Regions from separate parts of the Gossypium hirsutum genome. Here region 1 is linked to region 2. A link is a contact called in public Hi-C data. All regions are on one chromosome and are shown on one strand. The core of a region is the stretch at or near the end of the contact, and the rest is flanking DNA. Distances in the headings are between cores, read along the strand shown.

Region 1 (4,967 bases), core at 1,292-3,791, 130 kb before region 2:
TTTCCTCAGCTCCACTTGTATTAATATAGCATCGCACACATGTAAAACAGTTAAATAAACAGCTAGCAATAATAACTACCAACTCTTCAGCTTGAATTAAAATTGTTACCTGCTCTGCCGGTCTGCTTAACGCTGGTGAAACAGATGAGTTAGCCGAAACACCAGAACCTGATAGTATATCTTTAAGTATGCCACTGATCCCAAGCAGAAGTAAAGTTTTTGCGCCCAAGGGAGACCCACTTGCACAAGTTGAGAGCAGCCGAATTAAGCCCTGAATTCAAAAACCCAAATGTCATGAAATGGTACATAAAATGCATTCAAATAGATAAACAAAGGAGCACCATCAATTCACCGTATATGTTGGTGTACTCAATGATGCCTGTCCACCTCCAGAATTACTTATGGAAATGAGAGATGCAGCCTGAGTAACCAGTCCATAATTGCAAAGCTCATCTAATTTATCCGGGGAAGATACAAAGGCTTCAGCAATGCGCGTTAAACAAACAGATGCATGCTCCAGCACCTAGAAAGATAGCTAAGTGTTCAGGATGAAACATAATTGACAACAAATGACTCATCACTAATATGATGTTCACGTTACCTTCGAATCATGATACTGCAAAAGATTTGTTAATAGTGGTACAGCTTCCATGACATAATCAGCTGCATCTGAAGGGAGTTTCTTGCACATATTTGCAGCAGTAGATAGTGCCACTCGCTGGAATATGGGATCAAATATAGGAAACAAACACAATAAGAATCTAAATAGCAAGAAAATTCTCCACTCCATAGATGTTGATTAACACTCAAAATGTTCACAAATTAAATCACCTGAACCCCAGTGGAGAAGAAATCCAAGTATGAAAGCACTGCCATGAGAGCACCAGCTCGCAGACAGGCAGTTGGGTGTTCTTGAGATATCTTCTTCAGAGCTTGCAGAGACTGTTGCAGCAATTCAACCAGAAAGATAAGAATGTGGAGGGGAGCAAATCTACAGTTTTCAACTTTCTAATTCAAGTCCATAACTAAGAACAATAAAGAATACCCACAACATTAATTTTTAACAGTTAGTTAGAAACAAGCAAATTTTAAGTCAAATAGGCTTTCAGGAAAATGCTCAACTATCCCATGTTTATCAGTTGGGGGGCCAACTGCTAGTAGAATTAGCTAGTTGCAGTTCACCCTAGTTCATAATGAAATGCAAGATGTCGCTCAATCAGCTCAAGGGAGTTTAAGTTTAACCACATATTTGATCAATTTCATTTTCTAACAATCAATTATTTAGGAAGCAACCAAAATGCCAACCTGTTCAGCCAAGTCCATATACTCTATAGTGAGCAACCTAGCACAAAAACATGAAACAGCACCATAATGCACAACAGCAGCACATGAAGAAGGCAACACATCACACAAATGAGTAAGCGCCCTTGCAGCAAGAATCATGATATCAGGATTACTCTCGTGATTAAGCAATCCAACGAGCACGGGAACAAAGGAATCAACAGAAAACGTGCTCAACGATTCCTCAGTACCAATTGAAAGCATTTCACACAGCTGGGTCAGCGCCTCCACTTGCCTCCCTTCCTCTCCATCAGCACGCAATCCAGACAGAACCTTCTTTAACCTCCCACTTTGATGAGATGAAGACCCGGAACCCATTGCCGATGAGGGAAGCAAATCATCAAGTCCGGCACCGAGCTTCCTCAACAAGCCTTGTAACGCGCTGCTTGCTGACGTCAGATTCTGGTGCAAAATCCCTACACCGCCTTCGCTATCATTATCATCCTCATCGCCTCCAGAGGTATCCATATTTAATCCTAAATTTCTCTCAGGATGATTAGGATTGTTGTCTCTATTATCCCTGTCTCTATCTCTATCGCGAATCCTAGGATCATGTTCCTTTTCCTTTCCTCTATCAGAGGCAAGATTCGGATTGTCACTTGTTGTGGTTTGGTTAGCTTTGCTGGAACGGCGATCACGGCGGGAACCGGAAGAAGATTCGATTGTAGTGGGGTCCATTAAGGCAGCGGAAGTACGTGATGTGCGGGAAGTACGGGAGCGAGTAACAGCGACGGTGGCGGCGGCAGCGGCAGCGGCAGAGGAGGAAGAGAGACGAACGCGTTTATGAGAGCGAGTGGTGGGACCGGAGGGAGAAGATGAAGGGGCAGCTGAGGAGGCCTCCGCCCGCTTCCGGCTCCGAGTTTCCATACAAAGGGGACCAACGCCCCTGATTATCGGACGGTCACCACCACAAGATCAGACGATTCCTGATCCGATTATTTGTTGCATCTCAACAACAGCTTATCGAAACCCTAGAAAACGAAAACAAAGGAATCCACGCTTCGGATAAATGTAAAACCCTAGAATTTACAATCAGGGAACCCACGCCTTTGTCTTGGTTTTGAATGAAATAGAATTCAATGATTAATTAGGGGAGAATTTGAGCCCTAAAGAGATGAAGGTTAAGAGAGAAACTTGAAACCCTAAAGTGAAAATGAATAAATAAATAAAAAGGGTGAAGTTTTTTAGATTATAACTTTAAATTTATCTATAAATTATATACAACCAGTTCTTAAATAAGCCTTTTAAGAGTTAATAAATATTCGAGATATTTTAGATTTTTATCATAAATACGTGTTATAAAATGGGAGAATAAATAAGAGAGTGCATATTGTTTATAATGCTTCTTAAAAGTCTATTTAATAGGCCTAACAAGTATAGATAAAGTAGATATTTACTTCTACTCATTATTATAATTTTAAGTATATCAAAACTTATCTTGATATTGACATTGTTAATGTGTCTCATTAAAAATTTTACTAGAAAATTTTTTTGTAGGAAAAAAATTTTTAGAAAAGGAAGAAGGAAAAATAGTACACATATTTATAATACGTATAATATGTTGTCTCATTCAAAACTTTACTGGGACAAAACCTCGGTTAAGGAAAAAAGAATACAGCGCGTATTTATTTCCCCTCATTAAAACATTACATAATATCTCATATTCTATGTATTTAATCTTGAATACTAACTTTTCAAATGACCATTTGAACGTATTTGCTAAGCATTTATATCAACATTCTTTTGAAAGTCATGAGAGGAGAAATATATTTTGATCTCTTTACGAGTTTCAACAATAATAATAACAAACTTTAATCATGATCCTTCTATAAAAATAAAAATAGTATTTTGGATCAATTTATAATAGTTTTTTAACTACTATTGACTAAGTCAAATTTACCACATATGTTCAATTATTTCAATTCATATAAATGAACAATTTCCCAATAATTTCAATATGCTTCTGGCATTCTAAATCCTTCAAGAATTTTTATATAAACTTTAATATATAGTGATTCATAAAAAGTTGTAACAACAACCCTTAAACACAAGTTAAATCTTTTATGAACTGTTAGTTTAATAATATATCTAAAGGTTATTGTATCACCACAAAAGAATATTATATCTTTTCATAATCAATTACATGACTTAGCAAAAACTTCATATTTTATTCCGTTTTGCAAAACAACTTCATTTGCACCATCACTAGCTTTATACCTTTAGATATTTGGACTACTAGTCCAAAAAACTCCACAAAATTAATTGTACTTGAGTTGCATCTTTCTATTTTGACCAATTTATTCCATATCTATATTTCTCAATAGATTTATTCAAGATCCTCATTTTATTTCATTATTACAACAATAATATTGCATGCAAAACCATTGTCGACCACTTTTAATATCAGTTCGACATTTTCTCAAATTGACATAACTTATCAAGATCTCTTATTTTCACTATTTTAATCTTCAATTTCAGGTACTTGAATCTCTTCTAGAATTTTAATTATTAATTATGGTTTGGGTCTCTTCTGGAGTACCCGCCTCCACCATATGACAATTTAGAAGAATTTTTATTTTTGGAACCAATCAATCTATTATTTATTCTAACTGATTGTCCTACTGGGACTTTGATTCAAAATATTAAATGGTTTATAACACTTGATTATTCTAATTAAGTTTGTGAATACATTTGACAGTTAACTTGTAATAAAGTGAGTTATCCTTTTTGCACTTATGGTTCAAATTACTCTTTATAAGAATCTAGATAATGATAACTCCTTACAAGCAGTGATTTCATTCAACTATTATTTCTCTCCCACTAATATCGAGAAAACTATCAAATCAAAATAGTAATCACACAACATGTCATAATTGAATCTCCAAAACATTCAAAATATCTCAAAATAAAAGGAGACTTGTAATTAATATATATTCTAAACTTTCTTTGAGAATTCACTCATCTTTGTGCATTGTGGTGGAGCAATTGGAACATATACGCACATATCAAAATTCAAAGATGAGAAATATTTAGCTTTTGACAAAAAACCAATTGTAATGGGGAGTATTTATAACTTATTGGTTTGATGTGTACAACATGTAAATCAACATAATCTCATGTTAAAACAGGAAGCTTAGTTCTCATAAGTAATGGTTTTAGATATTAATCATTGGTGTTCAATCAATAATTTCTCTAAACCATTATGCGCATAAATAACAATTTTTTACAAAATTTTTTCAAATTCAATCAATAAAAGACTGAGATATAAACTCATTAGTATTAGCAAGATGAATTGTCTTAATTGCATGATTTGAAATTAATTATTTAGACAAGCAATCTTGCAAACGACAGGTTGCAAGTTGGTAACACAAATGCAAGACATTAAATCTCAACTTTAGCTAGTAAGTTTCTAACAATTAATTTTCATTGAGAACAAGCAACAAATGAGAATTATTTAAATTAAATAATCTTCTAGTTGTTTAATGAATCTCCATATGAATTCTCAATTAATTTTCGCATCATATATGATCCAGGATGGTCTAACTGATCACACCAAGTAGTAAATGCATTTATATCAATAAACTTCTGGTTTACTTTAACATGCATTTCAATTATACTAATAATGT
Region 2 (4,940 bases), core at 2,027-4,526:
TCAGGCACATGCCTGACATTTGACAGTGTCTTAATTGTCCTGTCATGCATCTTAATCTGAATAGTACCAATATTGGTTACCTTACTGGGTGAACCATTTCTCATGCGCACAAATCTACCTTCAATTGAACTGTATGTGGAGAACCAGTCCTTGTTGGGACACGTGTAGGAAAAACACCTTGAATCTAGGATCTACTTGGGTCTAAACACGGAGTTTTCTCTTTTTGACACCAACAAGAAATCATCACCCTTGTCATCAGTCAAATTAGCACCAACTAAATCTTCCTCATAGCTCTCAACATCCCTTTTGTTTCGCAATTTGTAACAATTACCTTAACGTGACCTAACTTCTTACAATAGTGACACCTCTTGTCTCTCTCCATTGATGCTACCAATATTTAGGCTTGCCTATCTGACATGTTTTTTGAATCAAACTCATTGTCGAGTTTATCTTTGCTCAACAGATGACCCTTCACATCCTCGAACGATAGGTTATCTATACCATAAATCAGTGTTTCCCTAAAAGACTTGTATAAAGGGGATAAAGAGCCCAACAATAGCATAGCTTGATCTTCATTGTCAATTTGAACCTTAACATTTTTTAAATCATTCAAAAGAGTAATAAATTGACTGATGCAACCTCTAAGGTGCTCACTTTCATCTATGCAGAACATGTATAAACATTATTTCAACACCTATCGGTTAGCCAGAGACTTTGTCGCGTAGAGGGTTTCTAACATTTTTCATAAGGTGAATGTCATTTTCTCCATCAAAACCTCCGACAACACATTATTTGTTAGACATAATTGAATCATAAATAGAGTTTTTTTTGTCTAACATATCTCATTATGATTTATCCATGTCTGCAAGCTTCTTTTCTATAAGGACCTTCTCAAGATTACTCTAAATCATAATTGTTGTCATCCGAACTTGCCACAGATTAAAATTTGTGATGCCATCAAACTTATCAATATCAAACATTGTTGTTGTCATCTTTGAACAGGTTGATTGCGAAAATCGAACTACCTCTGATATCAGTTTGTTGGGGATAAATTCAATTAAGTAACAAGCAAGTAAAATAACAAAGAAATTGAAAATATCGAAAATAAATATTGTACGTGGAAAACCCCCCTTCGAAGAGGATAAAAAATCACAGGTAAAGATAATTTCACTATCACGACAAAAACAAAGAGTACAAAGATGGAGATAAAACTAAACCCCGAAACCCGAAATAAGAACCCTCAAAACGTAAACAGAAAATTCTCTGAAAGCATGTAAAAGCTAATACCTAAATGTGTAATGGGTTATTTTTCTAGGGTGGAAAATAACATATTTATAGGCTAAATTCGTAGGTAAAATAATATTAAAATAACCTAATTAATCAAAATTTAAGTAGGAAATTAAAAAAAGAATTTAATTGGGAGAAGAAAAGTCAAAAAATATGAGACATAACTCCACAAATGATTACCTATTTTTTCTCTCTCACATCTCAGCAAGAAATTTTAATCTCGATTTTAATTGCATGGCAGCTTAGATTTGTTAAGAAGCACTAAGTGAAAGTTTATAAATAAATTATAATACACTCAACTTTCTCTAAAAGTTGTAGAGGTTTTAGTTTTAAATTTTAGTTTCTATCCTTTTTTTTTGTTGAAATTATTCTTTCTTAATATCACTTGTATTAAATTTTATCACAAATTATTTTTGGTGGTTGATTATTCTTTCTTAATATCACTTGTATTGAATATAGTATGCTCAAAACTTTTGAAATTAGTATAAATAGAGGGTGTTATCATCTAAATGAGTAATAAAGGGTTGGGTTTTGACAATTTTTTTAAAGAAAAAAATCATCGAAACAGTGTCAATCACAAGATCAAACCATCTTAGAACATTTTTATGCTTCAATTTCCAATTATCGTCTAATTAACTTTTTGATGTATGGATGATAAAATTTTTATTTACTTTACAAATAAATGGTTATATATCTATTTTTTAAAAATATTTATCAAATTTAATGTTAATTTTTTCTATCACCGATATAATAATGTTTTAACATTTGATAAGATATTAAACAATACTTCCTAATATGATAATATTTTACATGCTAAGAAAAATGATAATTCGAGTTAAAAAATTAATTGGAGTACAAAACAATAACATGCTATGTTATTATTATTAATTTCGGATCATATGTTTAGTTGTTTATTTAATGTTATTTTCAATTTATTTTGTATACGGACGTGCATGTAATAGAATTACTAATAATTAATAATTTTAAAAAGTGAAAATGAAATGGTAGGTTTGTAATTAGGGGGAAAAGACGGGAGTGAAATGGAAAGAAAAGGGAAAAGGGAAAAGGGAAAAGGTATTGTGTGTGTGTCCCACAGGGTACCAACTCCTCTCTTTTGGGGTGGTAGTTGGAGTTGGGAAAAGGCGTCGGACGTAGGCTCATGTGCACCGTTGCGGCGATAGGGACCCACTCCCGGACACCACTTGTGGGTCCTACTCCTAATCCCTCTTTCTCCGCCCGGTAAGTTTCCGATGGAGTTCGTATAAATATTAATAAAATTAATTTGAAATCTTTAATATTAATAAATAGTAAATGCAAGCTCCTTTCGGAAGATGTTTTTCTCTTTTTTTAAAATCAGATTACAGCGCAACTCAATGGATAGTTGATAGTTCTAACCTTGTCCACCTTGGGGTTTTTTTTTTGCAAATCTTTGACTAAATCTATTTATAGATGTTGATGGGACTTCAATCATATTTATTTGAAAAACAAAAAAAAAAGGAGAGAATTGATACAACTTGGAAAGTTTATGTCATTCAACTTGTACAAGTTAATCACAAATTGGAATTGAGCAATTTTCAATGTCCTAGGATTATCTTTGGTCAAAATATGATAGAAAGTAATAGCTTGGTGTATTGAAGAGTAAGTCAAAATCAAAAGTTGTGATATTAATAATGCAGAGGGCAGAGGTGCATGCATTTTGTTCCCCTCCTAAAATTCATTTCTTTACACGTTTCATTTGAAAACGTGATGACTCACATCAACAAAGTCTTGGTTGAATTTTTTTTAATTTTTTCTCATAGTTTTAGTTAAAACCAACAATTTAGCAAATCATTTGAAGATTGTTAGTAGCAAAGGGTGAAATTGTACTGTTTGACAATTAGGGCAAAAATAAAGAAAGAAAGGGTGGGGGCATGTTATGGTAGAGATAGGTAGCAAAAGCGTAGGTGGTGGGGAAAAGAGTTCCCAAATAATGATGAGAGAGAGAGAGAACGAGGATATGTGGCTGAGAGGTGTACAGTTCAAACTTGAAATGGTTAGGTCAGGTGGGTATGGGCCAATGCCATGGATGGATCCAAATGCCCAATCAAACTCTTTCTTCTCAACAACGACTTATTTCTTCCTCAACTTTTAACTTTTATAAATTACTCATCCAACTATTAACTTATTTCTATTTTTATCATTCAAGTTTAAAATTTTTCACTATCAAATTTTAATATTTTCATCGGAATGTTGGTGTGCCTTTTTTTCTATTGATAAAATAATAATTTTAGACCTCACCCTTACATAATCTATCAATTTTTTTTGGTGAATTACAATACCAGGGTAAAGTCGCACAACAAACGTGATTAGCGCGACTCTAACCGAAGCCACAGTTGGGGCGGTGAATACCCTTGACCATCAAATCATCACATAGGGTTCACATTTTGTCAATTTAATCATGATTCTTAAATTTTAAAAATTAAAAATTATCTAAAAGTTTATTTTTCCATGAAAATACATACAAAATTATAAAATATTTATAAATAACTATCTACTTTTCTTACTTTCTAATATGAAATTTATTTATTAAAATAATAATTTTATACATAAAATAATTTAAGGGAGAAAAACTATGAAGAAGACTTAAGCATATTCAGTTTTTTCCTTTTTTCAACATTAACCACCATTATATTCAAACTGGGTCAAAAACTACAAACTAAGATTGAAAAGGATAAAAATCAATGTCTTTAGATTGTTTCTCAAAACAAGTTTGTTGCGTTTGAGATTCTACTTGAGGGCGAGTATAATTGGGAATATATGAGTGAGGATGAGGTTGTGTTATGTTAGCAGCTCCACAACAAATTACTAGTTCTATGGCACGACAACAATGGATGTGGAAATCAAGGAGTTCAGAGTAAGAGTTATTAGTGCTAGCGATTGTGGGTGAAAGTGGGCCCCATTACTTAACAAATTTTGCGAGGACTAAAAAACAAGGCTAGATGTATAATAAATAAAACTAAAAAACGAAAAAGTTTGAAAAAGATTGAAGTCATACTTGTGGATTTTTAAAAAATTATTTTATTTATAAAATTATTGTTTTAATAAATAAATTTCATGTTAAAAAAATGGGTATTCATTTATTTATAATTCTATGTGTTTTTGTTTTATAAATCTTATGTATTTTTATCAAAAAATTAATTTTTAAATATTTTTTTTATATTTTTAAAGTTTTTAAATTTTATTTTTTATCTTTTAAGAATAAAGATTAAATTACAAGAATGTATAAAAATGAGGATCAAATTTGTTGAAACTTTTAGAATTAGAATCAAATTACTAGAATCTGTAAATATTAGAGGGCTAAATTTATTATTATGCCAATAAAAAAGTCATATAGGCATTTTCTTAGTGATTTAATGAAAGAGTGATCAAAATATTAAATTTTGATACCACCAATGACTAAAAGAAAAAAAAAACCTGTATGGTGAAAACAAAAACACAATAATAATTGGATCACTATTTATAAGTTTACCATAAAAAAGTTGATTTTTTTTTTTGCATTATATTTATTGGGCCCTCCTCTCACAGAACTGTGCCCCCATGTTAAATTTCTACATAAATCTCCCTACCTGCCCAACATTATCTTCCTAAATCTATGCAAACAGAGAAGAGGTGGG

Evidence for each region. Hi-C and Micro-C count contacts between places; a contact is called where the count stands out from the background.
Region 1: a contact with region 2 is called in a Hi-C map of leaf, with 1.7 times the contacts expected there. The contact joins the promoter of LOC107891924 here to the enhancer-like site in region 2. A contact is called at or near these places in 4 of 34 Hi-C or Micro-C datasets (hypocotyl and leaf).

The regions. Positions count from the first base shown.
Region 1 is chrD12:4,796,100-4,801,066 of Gossypium_hirsutum_v2.1, reverse strand. It overlaps LOC107891924 (E3 ubiquitin-protein ligase UPL3), which reads right to left and starts at 2,541. Exons shown (of 18, transcript XM_016816846.2): 1 at 1,306-2,541; 2 at 832-942; 3 at 602-718; 4 at 353-523; 5 at 110-271. The coding sequence starts at 2,208.
Region 2 is chrD12:4,666,652-4,671,591 of Gossypium_hirsutum_v2.1, reverse strand. No RefSeq gene overlaps it. Among protein-coding and RNA genes, the nearest start is that of LOC107891922, 9.7 kb to the right of the region's middle. Within about 2 kb of position 3,276, at least 2 of the 9 cell types and tissues checked have an H3K27ac peak or open chromatin away from gene starts, as enhancers often do. A contact at or near this core is called in leaf, where this site is marked.